2 separate regions of the Mus musculus genome follow, and region 1 is linked to region 2. Evidence: chromatin contacts called from public ChIA-PET data. All regions are on one chromosome and are shown on one strand. The core of a region is the stretch at or near the end of the contact, and the rest is flanking DNA. Distances in the headings are between cores, read along the strand shown.

Region 1 (6,125 bases), core at 2,423-4,922, 170 kb after region 2:
AAAAAATGGGGTTCAGAGCTAAACCGAATGGCTGCGAAGTACCTGAAAAAAATATTCAGTATCCTTAATCATCAGGGAAATGCAAATCAAAACAACCCTGATATTCCACCTCATACCAGTCAGAATGGCCAAGATAAAAAATTCAGGTGACAGCCGATGCTGGTGAGGATGTGGAGAAAGAGGAACACTCCTCCATTGTTGGTTGGATTGCAAGCTTGTACAACCACTCTGGAAATCAGTCTGGCAGTTCCTCAGAAAATTGGACATAGTACTACTGTTGGATCCTGCAATACCTCTTCTGGGCATATATCCAGAAGATGTTCTAAGTGGTAAGTAGGACACATGCTCTACTATGTTCGTAGCAGCCTTATTTATAATAGCCAGAAGCTGGAAAGTACCCAGATGCCCCTCAACAGAGGAATGGATACAGAAAATGTGGTACATTTACACAATGGAGTACTACTCAGCTATTAAAAAGAATGAATTTATGAAATTTCTAGGCAAATGGATGGACCTGGAGGGCATCATCCTGAGTGAGGTAACCCAATCATAAAAGAACTCTCATGATATATAGTCACTGATAAGTCGATATTATCCCAGAAACTTAGAATACCCAAGATACAAGATAAAATTTGCAAAACACATGAAACTCAAGAAGAATGCAGACCAAAGTATTGACACTTTGCCCCTTCTTAGAATTGGGAACAAAACACCTATGGACGGAGTTACAGAGACAAAGTTTGGAGCTGAGATGAAAGGATGGACCATCTAGAGACTGCCATACCCGGGGATCCATCAGTCTCCAAACGTTGACAGCATTGCATACAAGATTTTGCTGAAAGGACCCTGATATAGCTCCCTCTTGTGAGGCTATGCCAGTGCCTGGCAAACACAGAAGTGGATGCTCACAGTCAGCTATTGGATGGATCACAGGGCCCCCAATGGAGAAGCTAGAGAAAGTACCCAAGGAGCTAAAGGGGTCTGTAACCCTATAGGTGGAACAACAATATGAACTAACCAGTACCACCCGGAGCTCGTGTTTCTAGCTGCATATGTATCAGAAGATGCCTAGTCGGCCATCATTGGGAAGAGAGGCCCCTTGGTCTTGCAAACTTTATATACTTCAGTACAGGGGAACGCCAGGGCAAAGAAGTGGGAGTAGGTGGGTAGGGGTGTGGTAGGGGGAGGGTTAGGGGGACTTTTGGGATAGCATTTGAAATGTAAATGAAGAAAATATCTAATTAAATAATTTAAAAAAAGAGCTGGAGAATGGAGAGGATGCTGGTAGCTTTTCCCATTGCTGTGACAACATTGTTGCATAAGGCAACAAGAGGAAGGGTTTGTTCTATTTCAGTTTGAGAGAGCAGTCCCTTATGCTAGGGAGAACCAGTCAGCAGGAATGAAGGAGCTGGTCCCACTTTGTGAGAAAAATTATGCTTAGCTCACCATCTCCTGAACTCAGCCTAGAGAACGGAAAGGGGCCTCCCATACTCACAGAGGGTCTTCCCAATTCAGATAACCCAATTGAGAAGCTCTCTCATACACAGGCCCAGAGCTCTATACTCTAGATGGTTTTAGACTTTGTTAGGTTGACAGTCACAGGGAGGCCAAGTGAGCAGGAGTGTGAGAGCACTTACTCAGGGATCTCTGGTGACAGTGCCTGTAGGCAGACCAGCACTGGCCACCTCTACATAAACATGGGGGGCTAGAAGCTTCAAAGTCATCTCCTGCAGGAGGATCTAATTGAGGACTGTATGAGAGAACAAGGATTGCTGATGCAGACAATGCCAGCCAATTGGGAACTGCTGTTTAGAAAAGATGCTTTCTTGGGACCCATGGGCACAGGTGGAAGGTATTTATGGACCTTGCAACAGTGTTCAGACAAGCTTTCACCTGCTCCTGGAGTCTGTGTCTTTGATTCCAGGCTACCTCACCTCCAAGCCTCAAGGGCAGGTAGGGTCAGGCAACAAGTAGTCCAAGGTACAGACAGCAAGTGCCAAGAATGTTGAAGGATGCCCAAAGTTTTCCAGGTGTCAGTCACCAGATTTCACAAAGCAGCAAGACAGACAAACAATATGCAACCACACAGAAGAGAAGGGCCAATGCATATAAGAATAAATGTTATGCCTCACTGCCCGTCAAGACACACAATCTAGTGTGCTACCTACTCTTTACATAGGCAGAGATATAGGAAACCCATGTTATGGTTAGTTGTATGGGTGTAAGACCCACTGGGAGGGTGGCTGTGTTTGCACTAGGCCGAGCATTTCGAAACACTGCACAAAGCAAGTTTGAAGCTTCTCATCATCAAGAAATGACCAATGTTTGAGAAGATGCATTAAAACGGATCTAAACATCACACATCACACAATGTAGTCGCGGATTAATGCACAGTATGGAAACTCGTTCCCACATGCTTTTATATGTTGGATAAAATAAAAGTGAGAAAATTTTAAAGGAAGAAGAAACTGAATATATGCCACCAGCACATCTGGACTAGCACATCTGGACTAGCACATCTGGATGGTTAATATGACCTTAGAGGCAACCACTGGGCAAACCTCACTAGACGTTCTACAGGGCGTACACTGGCTTTGTTTATCGTAGCAGAACATATCAGACGCTATGACCTTTGGCTTGAACTAGAAGTAAGTCTTTACTCCGCCATGTGCTCCCCTTCCCTACATTTTATCCAACAGAATAGAATTGCCTAGATTACATTCTTATCCTCATTGGTCTGTACCAGCAACATTTGAGAGTCACTATTGCCCTGGCAATGTTCCTGGTTTTGCTCCAAGATTCCTTCCGCCTGTCCATCTTCTGCAGTGCCACCAGAGAATAGTATTTCATTAACCTAAATCATACGATGTAATTTTTCCTGCTTAAAACTGTCACATCAAGACTTTGAGTTATTATTATTGTTATTGTTATTGTTATTATTATTATTATTATTATTATTATTATTATTATTACAAGGCTTGGCTCCTGCCTACCTTCCCTTTTCTCCTGGTGTCTCAAGACTGACCTCTACCTTAAAAGCTAGTATTCCTAACTGGCATTTCCAGGACAGAGGAAACTGTCACTTCCAACTTTCTCTACTTGCAGCTTGCTTTGTCATCTTTAGGTCACAGACAGTTCATCTGACTAGTTGTCTCCAGCTAGGCCAAAGTCTCCTCATAAGTTGCAAAAGTTTTCAAATATTGTCATAAATTCCCATGTATCCAGGACACCAGAGTCTGGCCTCTGCTCTAGAAACTGCTTTACCCACATGGCTCTGTTCCAGAGACACCACTATTTTCTCCGTTTGGACATTTAGAACAAGCCCCAATTCTAAGCCTCTGCCTTGTGTTCATGGAACACCTCAAGCTAAATTTATATTTTCATGACTTTGCTTCCTTTTCTGGACTCTGTCTCGTCTCCAAATTGTCAGTGGTTTCTGCTCTTCTCATTTGAGTGGCCACATGATTATGGGAACTTCCAAGGTAGGAGAAGAGCTAGTTATTAAGATGAGGCCTGTAGAGTTGGGAACAACTTATTAGTAGCTGGGTGTGGCCCACGCAAACCTGGCTCAGAATCACAGCTCTTCAGCTTGAATTCACCCTGGGGAAGAGGCTCAGCTAGCAGCTCTTTAAAGAGCACAGGCTTCAGTGCCAGCTGTTTTCCTTGTAAAACAGCTGACCAGTTTTGCTCGGTGCAATCAGAGACTTGGGTTCCTTCCCACGAGGGAAAACCGTTGACCCATTTCAGTTAGTACTGCAGAAAAATTTCCATGGGCCCAAGAGAGGTTCTTGGGAAATAAGATAGGTATCCATTCATTGTATAAAGTGACAGGCAAGGCTTGTCATTTTTCACCATTGTAAGAAGTCAGAGGCAATAAACACATGCAGGAAATTGTGGTGGTATCTCCCCCCCACAATTGCTTCTGGAACTGTTTGTTTCTTTACAAGCTTGTTATTCACTAAGCAATCAATTTTAACTCCTCCTTTGCCCTAGTTCCTGGAAACCCCTAATCTTGCCATCTTTATAGATCTGCCTATTTTGAAAATTTCAAATACATTAAACTATACAACCTCCAACTTTTTGTGTCTGCTTCATTCATGTGAGGTATGAGTTCCAGTTGATTTGTCTGTGGCATGCACCTCCTTCATGCATTCCTTCCTTTTAGTAGTTGAATAATATTCTACTGTGTGGGCAGGCCACATTTTTTTTTTATATCCATTCATCTGTTGATGTGCATTAGGGTCATTTCCACCTGCAGGTTATTACCCTGAAAGTTGCTGTTATGGCTGTTTGTGCCCTAGGTTTTATTTGAACATCTGTTTCCAATGATTTTTGGTGTGACTAGGAGTGGAATTGGAGGGTCATATGGTTCGGGAAAAAAAAAAAGATCCTTGTTTAACTTTAGTGAGGGAACCATGAAACTTTGTTTTTTCTCTAGTGGTTCAACAATTTTACATTCTAACGAGTTACGAGGAAGGATGGGTTTGGGCAAATCCTAAGAACACCATACAAAGTGTTTATATCAATAAGTGACTCATTAAAGACATTTACATGATAAGGAAGAACATCAACTCAGATTCTTAAAGTGAGATAAAGTTATCCCTCCTTCTTGGTTGAACAGACCATGATGGCTAATTATGAGTCAGTTCTGGAAAGTTCCGAGAGCAGCGTGTCAGGGCATCTACACAGAAGATTATTGGTGTAAGGTTTTTGAAATAGCCACACGTCAGCTGTTCAGAAATACAGATTCGCACTGTCTATGGCTGAGTTCTGCTTGGCTCCAGTGACACTGTTTCTGCTGAGCTTGAAAACCTCTTAAACCTGTCATTGAAAGGTAATATGTTCTTTTCTGGCTTGAATCACAACAGGGAATTCAAACTTGTAGTTCCTTTTGGAGCCTAAAGTCATTTAAAGTCAAATCACCTATGAGGATAAGCAGGGAGCTGTTTCAGGTCTGAACCCCCTCAGCCTTCCCGGAAGTCATGCCATTGGAATGCACAAGCTTGGTCGTTATTACCTCTGGGTGGCGTTCGCCTTTGCTGTATCTGTACGGACTATATTAGCTAGGTCTTCTGGGATGTTTAAGTTTTCCAATGATGTTGACAGCCTTATCCATGCCCTGGTGATATCAGATATGGATTCTTGGAGCTTCCCTTTCTCAGATCCTTGGCTTCTTCCTATCCTCAGACCACTTAACATTGGTTCAAGTTACAAGTTCAGGGGATTCCATGGCATTTCTCAAACGTCTAAGGCCCTTAAGGGAGTTCACTGGTCTGGTGCAATACCACATACTAATCCTGTCTAGCCTAGAGTTTTAAGCTTTTGAAGCTTAAGTAAATGGGCAGGTAGGAGATCCCATTGACAGAAAGTCAAAAGTCACACTAGATTATGTGTTGGCAAGTCAAAAGGAAATCATTGTTCCTCCTAGAAAAGAAGAAGTTCAATGGAGACAACTTATACTGTGAACTTGATCATCAGTCTATGTGTTGTTAGTCTTCATCGTCAACTCGACAGGATTTGGAATCGCCACATACACCTCTGGGCATGATTTGGGATTTTTTTTTTTTTGAAGAGGTTTAATCAAAATGGAGAGCTCCAATTCTAATCGGAGCAGCAGCACCTTAGTCAGCTAGTATTATGGTCCTAAACGACTGGGCGCAACTCCTGCTTGGGTTTGATCTAAGACATTTCAGTGCTTGGCATCCATTGCATTGGTACTAGGAACATCCAGCTCTGTACAGTTAACAAGAGTATAGTTCCGGTGGAGAACTTCGAATGTCACGGTCACTTTGTGCTTCTTTGTCAATTGCTTAATCTTTAACCGGTGTAAATAAGACTCTTAAGCAGTTCTTAGAAAACTGTAAAATTCTCTACCACTGAGGACATGGCCTTGTCTTCGATTTGTAAAGCCTAGTTTTCTTCTCGGGTGTGTCCCTGTTCCTATCAGTGGTATATCTCATAACTTGGGGTCTGCTGGGGCAAATGGCTCAGATGGTAAGAACATCTGTACCATTAGCCTCCCCAGGTGCAGTGCTGCAAGAGAGGATAGCTGTTTCTTGCTCATCAGTCACTCACGTTTATAATCTACCATGTAATCTAGTTTGCCTCAGAAGTATTCAGATACA
Region 2 (6,657 bases), core at 4,157-6,656:
ATGAGCAAAAATTGCTGGCCCATAAACTGATTTGTTTTGTTTTTCTTTTGCTTTGTTTTGTTTTTTCAAGACAGGGTTTCTCTGTGTAACCCTGACTGTCCTGGAACTCACTCTGTAGACCAGGCTGGCCCCAAACTCAGAGATCTTTCCGTCTGCCTCTGCCTTCTGAGTGCTGGGATTAAACACATGTGCCACCAAGGCCCAGCCACAGTCAAGCTTCACAACACACAGATTCGAGTTCTAATCACCTATTCTAATGTTTTCTTTCTTCCTTTCTTTTCCTTCCTTCCTTCCTTCCTTCCTTCCTTCCTTCCTTCCTTCCTTCCTTCCTTCCTTCCTCCCTCCCTCTCCCTCTCTCTCTTTTTTCTTTTATATCTTGGGCTGGTTTATATATGAATATGTGTAAATAGATATGTCATTGCTCTTGTTTAGTATTTAGCTTTAAAAAAAAATCAAATTTATTTTTTCTTTCAATTTCACATTTTGTTATTTTGAGTTCCTTAAGATAGTTTTCTATTCATCCCTCTTGAAGCTAGTTATTGTTAGCAGATTCTATTTCATAGTTGTTATTGTTAGCATATTCCATGTTGTTCACTAACTATAAACAATACACACACCACATACCATACAGACACCACACACACACACCACATGCACACCACACACATGCACACGCACACGCACACCACATACCACATGCTCACCACATACAGACATACCACATGCACACCACACACATACATATCACACACACCCCCCACATTCACACTACACACATACACATCACCCCCCCACCACACACACACCACACACACATACACACACACCACATGCACACCACACACATACACACACACACACACACACACACACACACACACACACCACACATGCACACCACACACATACACACACACCACATGCACACCACACACACATACCACATGCACACCACACACAAACATATACCACATGCACACTACATGCACACCACACACACACACACACACACACACACACACACACACACACACAAGTTTTCACAACACTTCCTCTGCTCCAGTGTGATGTGATTTGAAAGGAAAACCATCAAAGATGGCTTTTTTTTAATTCAGTACACTTTGAGTGCTGGTGAAGTGCCAAAATGTTTAAGTGCCCTGGCTCCTGGGACTCCCCCATGTCCCCCTTCTTTCTCTGTTCCAAAGAATAAGATCTATTATTTGTTCTGTCCTTCGCTATGTCCTCTAGATTCTTGGATGAAATTCACAAGGAGTTTTTAAAGCCTACTTGCCCCTCTGATGATGGCTGGTGATTTAAATTTGCATTCTAATGTGGCTCTTAAGAGAGCAGCCTTAACCTTCCCTGTGCTTTACCGTGAAGATTTAAAGAAAGGCACATGGTGACCAATACTTTGTATATATCACTTGTTCATGGTGTGCTTTCAGTTTAACAAGTGACCCTTTCTTTGTGTGTGAGGTGTATGGTATGTGCATGTGTGGTGTGGTGTGTAGTATGTATCTGTGTGTGGTGTGGTGTATGTGTGTGTGTGTGAGCGTGGTGTACATGTGGTGTGTATGTGGTGTGGTGTGCATGTGGTATGTGTGTGTATGCATGTGGTATGTGTGTGTGGGTGGTGTGCATGTGATATGTGTGTATGCATGTGGTATGTGTGTGTGTGTGTGTGGTGTGCATGTGATATGTGTACATGTGTGTGATATGTGGTGCATGTGTGTGGTGTGTGTTGTATGTGTTTATGTGTGTGTGTGTTTGTGTGTATATATATATGATGTGTGTGACTGTCTTTCATATGCAAACCATAGTCCTCAAAGGCCAATTTTTTGTGTAATTTCTCTTCCGAGTTCAGTTTACATAGTAATGCACATGATAAAGACCTAGTGAATACTTCTCATTGATCTTGGTGTCTTTGTCTTTAAACACTCCTTTTGATGACCGATAAATGATCAGAACCAACGACTGCTCTGACCTCTTGCCTTTACAGTAGGTCCGAAAGAGATCATCCTTAAATAGGTTTGATCCTGTCACCGTGTACCCATCAGGACTTCTTGTTGCCTAGAGATCTTGGTCCCAACCCTCCTTTTTTATTTTACACATTCTTCCAGAATATTCAGGGCCCTGATCATTATCACTAGCGTAACCTGTATCCTTACTGACACAGCGGACTCCAGTCAGTGGTTTCTGTCCTTCCTGGACAGGCTCCACGTATTCTAGCTGCTGACCTTTGCTCAGCCTGTCTGCCCTCCAGGGGCACGGGCCTTCTCTGATTGGCTTGTCCTCCATGCCCTCTCCTGTCTTCCCCACAACAGTCTGGGCCAGCCCTGTCCTCCCCAGCTTGTCTCTTACCTTCATCACTAAGCAGCACCCTTGTCACCCATCTCCAAGATCTTCCAGACACTTCTTGGTAAAGCCACCCAGGACCCCTCTTGCCCTTCTCTTCCCTCTCTTACTCTCTTCCTACTAAAGTTTGGGTACTGCATAGCACATCCTTCAGTATACACCTATATTTGAGGTCATTTGATAAGGGATTATTGCCTCCACTTTAAACTTTTGTAAGTAGCCTGTGCTGCTTCATCCCGGCCTCCTTGTATCTCCTGTAGGCCACAAGGGATGCATACTAAATATTGATGAATACATTGTTGATAGTAAAAATAGTAAAAATTCCTGTCCCTACCTCTTACCCCCATTTACCCTCGGGAATTGTCCCAGTCTCCCATTCAAACCCTTCTCTCTCTTTCCTCCAATCCCTTCACACTTGCTGATTCTCTAATAGATGGAAGTTAGATCAGAAAAAATGCTCAAGGTCCTGTGTAGGGATAACTATTAACACAGGCTTTTTAAATTAAATTTAATTTAATTTATTATTATTATTATTATTATTATTATTATTATTATTATTTTGAGTTAGTAAGTTTTGTAAAAGCCAAAAATCTTTGTTAAATTTCAATGGTTTAGAATGTACCATGCTTTCTGTGACACCAGAGGCTGGGTCAGAGACCCATCAGAATTCGTAGCTCTTTCATTGTACTTTAAAGACAGCCACTCAAGTCCCAATCTGTGTGGGTATTCATTAGGGAGACTGGGACAGCATTGGAACTTCATGCTGTAGTGCTGGTGAGCTGATAAGGTAGTGTTCTCGTAGCAACTGGTTTTCTTTTACACATCTACCTGGATAATCATTTTAATAACATCTAACAGATAATGATAGCCAGGAAACGGGGCAGAATAATGATTAACGAATCCGTGTTTATCCAGTGTACCCAACCCAGAAACAAACCCTCATGGAAAAGTTCAGTCCTTGTGTATTCAGATCTGCTTTTAAGGTGTAGAACACTACAAGTTCATTGCTCTAAATTTGCCTCAGAACATAGTAACTTTGTCCTTCAGCCAGTTTTTGCCAGCGTTTCACTTTAACTAATGGGTGGTCTATTTAAAAAAAAAAAAAAAAAGACAAAACAGTTCTTAAATGTGGCTTCACACCATTAGCTTTGGACTCCAACAGAGGGTTTGGGAAATTTCCTGGGGCCTATGTGTAAATTTGAAATTACAGGAAAAGACACAAAGGAATAGGGAAAGCTGTGGTTATCCTGCTTCCTGGAGCGGGTTAGTATCAGTCCAGCCTCGCAAGGCTGTGTTCTGAGAATTTTCTCACCTTACCCATGGTGGGAGTGAGCAGGAGATAACACACTTTATTTGCTTTTTCTGTTGCTGCAGAACGAGAGACAAAGCTTAAGAAAGGCCATACCTCGGCAGACAGAAAGAGGAAGGCGCGGTCTAGAGCTCTGAGGGTATTGAGATCAAAGTCACTCAGTTTTGCAACACACACCGAGTGTACTCATTAATTGTTTCTTGGGTGGGAGAGATTTCCTGAAGATGAGACCACATGTCTCTTCTTAAAGACCAGACTAGAGAGGGAAAAAAAATGGAGAGATCAAATCCCACTTCTAGAAGAAGCGGCTGAGGTTTCTGGATTGCAGGAGATGTTTTCAGCGAGGGGCTGGGGTCTGTCTATTATAGCATAGAAAGAAAGACTGGGAATTGTCAGTCTTGGGGGATTATTTAACTTGACTTTATTTTTATTGGTTAATTATTTTTTTTAAAACCTTTGTGATTGTCTCTAATCCTCATGAGTACCAAAGAAAATGGCCCTTTGTGTCAGGGCTGGGGTGGTGAGGGGAAGGGAGAGACAGCGGTTCTCCAGGGCAACACTGGAGTACTAAGGGAAGGGGGAGTGGGATTTTAGATAGCAAGAGCTTGGAGAACCAGTCCTACCAGGTTTTGTAGTTTAAATAAGCTCTTGGGTGGTGTTAGCTGTATCACACATGTGCTAAGAAAGGTCCATTGTCTCTGGAATTCCATTTCTTGTCAAAATAAAGTGTTTAACCCGTGATGTTTAAGGTTATATTCTAATTTACACTCTATTACTCAATTGCTTTTAAACAATCTGAATTTTTTTTAAAGGATCGGAGTTAAATATAGTTGCTTAAAAGAAAGTAAAAATGGACTATTTTGTCTTCATTTAAAAAAAAAAAGATTTATTTACTTAGGTGTCTGCATGTGTCCTTTGGTGAGTGTGCATCGTGTGTGTGTGTGTGTGTGTGTGTCTGTGTGTGTGTGTGTCTGTGTGTCTGTGTCTATACGGACCAGATATCATTGGAAGCCATGGAGCTGGAACTCCAGATGTTATGAGCTACCCCATGTGAGTGTTAGGAGCTAAACCTGGGTCCTCTGAATGGAGAGCAATGGCTTTTCTTTCCCTCCCCATTTGGTCTTTAGAGTGGCTGGTGTTCAGCACATGAGACAGCATGAAATCAATCAACATGGATACTCTTCAATAGCAGCAAGGACTCTTTAGTGCTGAGCCATCTTCTCTAGACCTAAGTGCACACATTACCAGGTGGGTTTGAACCACCGACCTTTTGGATAACTGGAGGCGAATTTGTGTTAGCAAATTGCACACAGAGTAAGAAGTTCCGTAAGAGGGATGGTGATCAGTTCAGATGCCCCCACAGTCTCCTTTATTCCCTCTTCTAAGTTGCTGAGAGACTCATAAGACTCTTAAGAGGCTGTGTTTCAGGAGCAAATCTGGGTTAATGTCCTGCTGGGTGTGAGGACATTCAGTTGTAAATACAGCTCTAGATACAAACCTAACACAGCTGCTTCTGTCTGAAACTTTGAGCTGGGGTGTGTAAGTGTCTCCTCCCCATTTTGTACTGGCCTCTGTGACATTACCATCTCATGTGTCCTGAAGTTCCAAGGCTCTTGGAATTCATTTCTTGGCTGTTCAGCATTACACAGCCTTTCCTTGGGGTGAGTTAGTCTGAGTGTGGCGACAGCTATTTCATCAGAGATCATCATCATGTGTCTCACTCAGACTTTCCTAATGGTGGCTACTGCCAACAGGAAATGATCTGTATGTGGAGGGCTGTGTGTGAAATAAGAGTTCAGCACTTGGTATTAGACAACGTCCACACACATGCATCTGACAGTGAGCATTGCATCAAACGAAAAGGTTCTTGTCTCTCTTCTTGCATGATTCTAGCAACAGCAAGTCAGCTTCAGTGCGCTTGGGTAGCTCGAGACCTGACTCTGAATAATACAAGATCCGTCTGTCTTTGAATGTTCTCTTAGGAATCCCCGTGCTCATTAGCACCAAGAACAGATTTAGATCATCCTTCTACTCTGTCTTGAAGTCTGAGATTTGTGACTGTTAGCCTAGATTAATGTGTGTGTGTGTGTGTGTGTGTGTGTGTGTGTGTGTGTGTGTGTGTGTGTGTGAGAGAGAGAGAGAGAGAGAGAGAGAGAGAGAGAGAGAGTCTCTGAAGGCTTTTAGAGTCTTATAATGATCTCATGATTTCTCAACCAGCTTTTGTCTGGACTTAAGACATCAGGACAGACATTCGGGAGGTGTGGGGTTCATGGAAATTCCTTCCACCAACCAACCCAAACATTCCTCTTATCAAAAGTTTCCAATGGTCAACTCAATGAGTGACACCTGACCCTCAAATACTTTCCTAAATTGGAGTGTGTTTAATTTAGCTGATTGTTGTATACAGTAATCACGAAAGGCTTGAGTATCATGTGCTCTACCCGTAGGCAGTATTGCAAGGCAATTGCCTTGTCTTCCCAGACAACAGGAACTCTTACAAGCTTTCTGAGTTGAATCCATTTGCCGTGTGCACGCTCTTCTCTTTGGCCTGTGATCTATTTGCCATTTGCACGAGTTATTTTAATGGCTGACAAAAAAAGAAAGGTTAAGAAAAGGAAAAAAGCCAATAGACAAAGAAAGAAAAGTTTACACACTTACAAGGTATCATGAAAGTCTTACCAAGAGGACGGAGGCGAACCACAAAACAGGAAAAAAGAGTCATGAAGGACATTCTAGGTAAGAAACTATTCTCTGAAATATACAAATAATTCTCAAGTCTCAACAGTGAGAAATCAAACAATCTAAAGATGAGCCACAGACCTGAGCAGATAACACACCGAAGAGATAAAGATGGAACATAATCATGCTAAAAAAAAAAAATGGCAGCAATGAATTGTAAATTAAATGAACAATGGCTCACCACTGCATGCCTATTAGCTCCAATCAAATCTTAAACACTGACACCATCAAATGTTGATCAGAACATAGAACAC

What was found. ChIA-PET counts read pairs in DNA pulled down with a chosen protein or histone mark.
Region 1: an RNA polymerase II ChIA-PET map of memory CD8 T cells shows a contact between it and region 2, with 24 read pairs. The contact joins two enhancer-like sites. A contact is called at or near these places in 3 of 484 Hi-C or Micro-C datasets (CD8 T cells, cerebellar granule neurons and nephron progenitors) and 3 of 115 datasets of contacts at active chromatin or transcription factors (CD8 T cells, embryonic limb bud and memory CD8 T cells).

Annotation. Positions count from the first base shown.
Region 1 is chr10:96,818,844-96,824,968 of GRCm38.p6, forward strand. No RefSeq gene overlaps it. Among named protein-coding and RNA genes, the nearest start is that of Gm46240, 79 kb to the right of the region's middle. Within about 2 kb of position 3,673, at least 60 of the 459 cell types and tissues checked have an H3K27ac peak or open chromatin away from gene starts, as enhancers often do. A contact at or near this core is called in memory CD8 T cells, where this site is marked.
Region 2 is chr10:96,651,010-96,657,666 of GRCm38.p6, forward strand. No RefSeq gene overlaps it. Among named protein-coding and RNA genes, the nearest start is that of Btg1, 37 kb to the left of the region's middle. Within about 2 kb of position 5,407, at least 52 of the 459 cell types and tissues checked have an H3K27ac peak or open chromatin away from gene starts, as enhancers often do. A contact at or near this core is called in memory CD8 T cells, where this site is marked.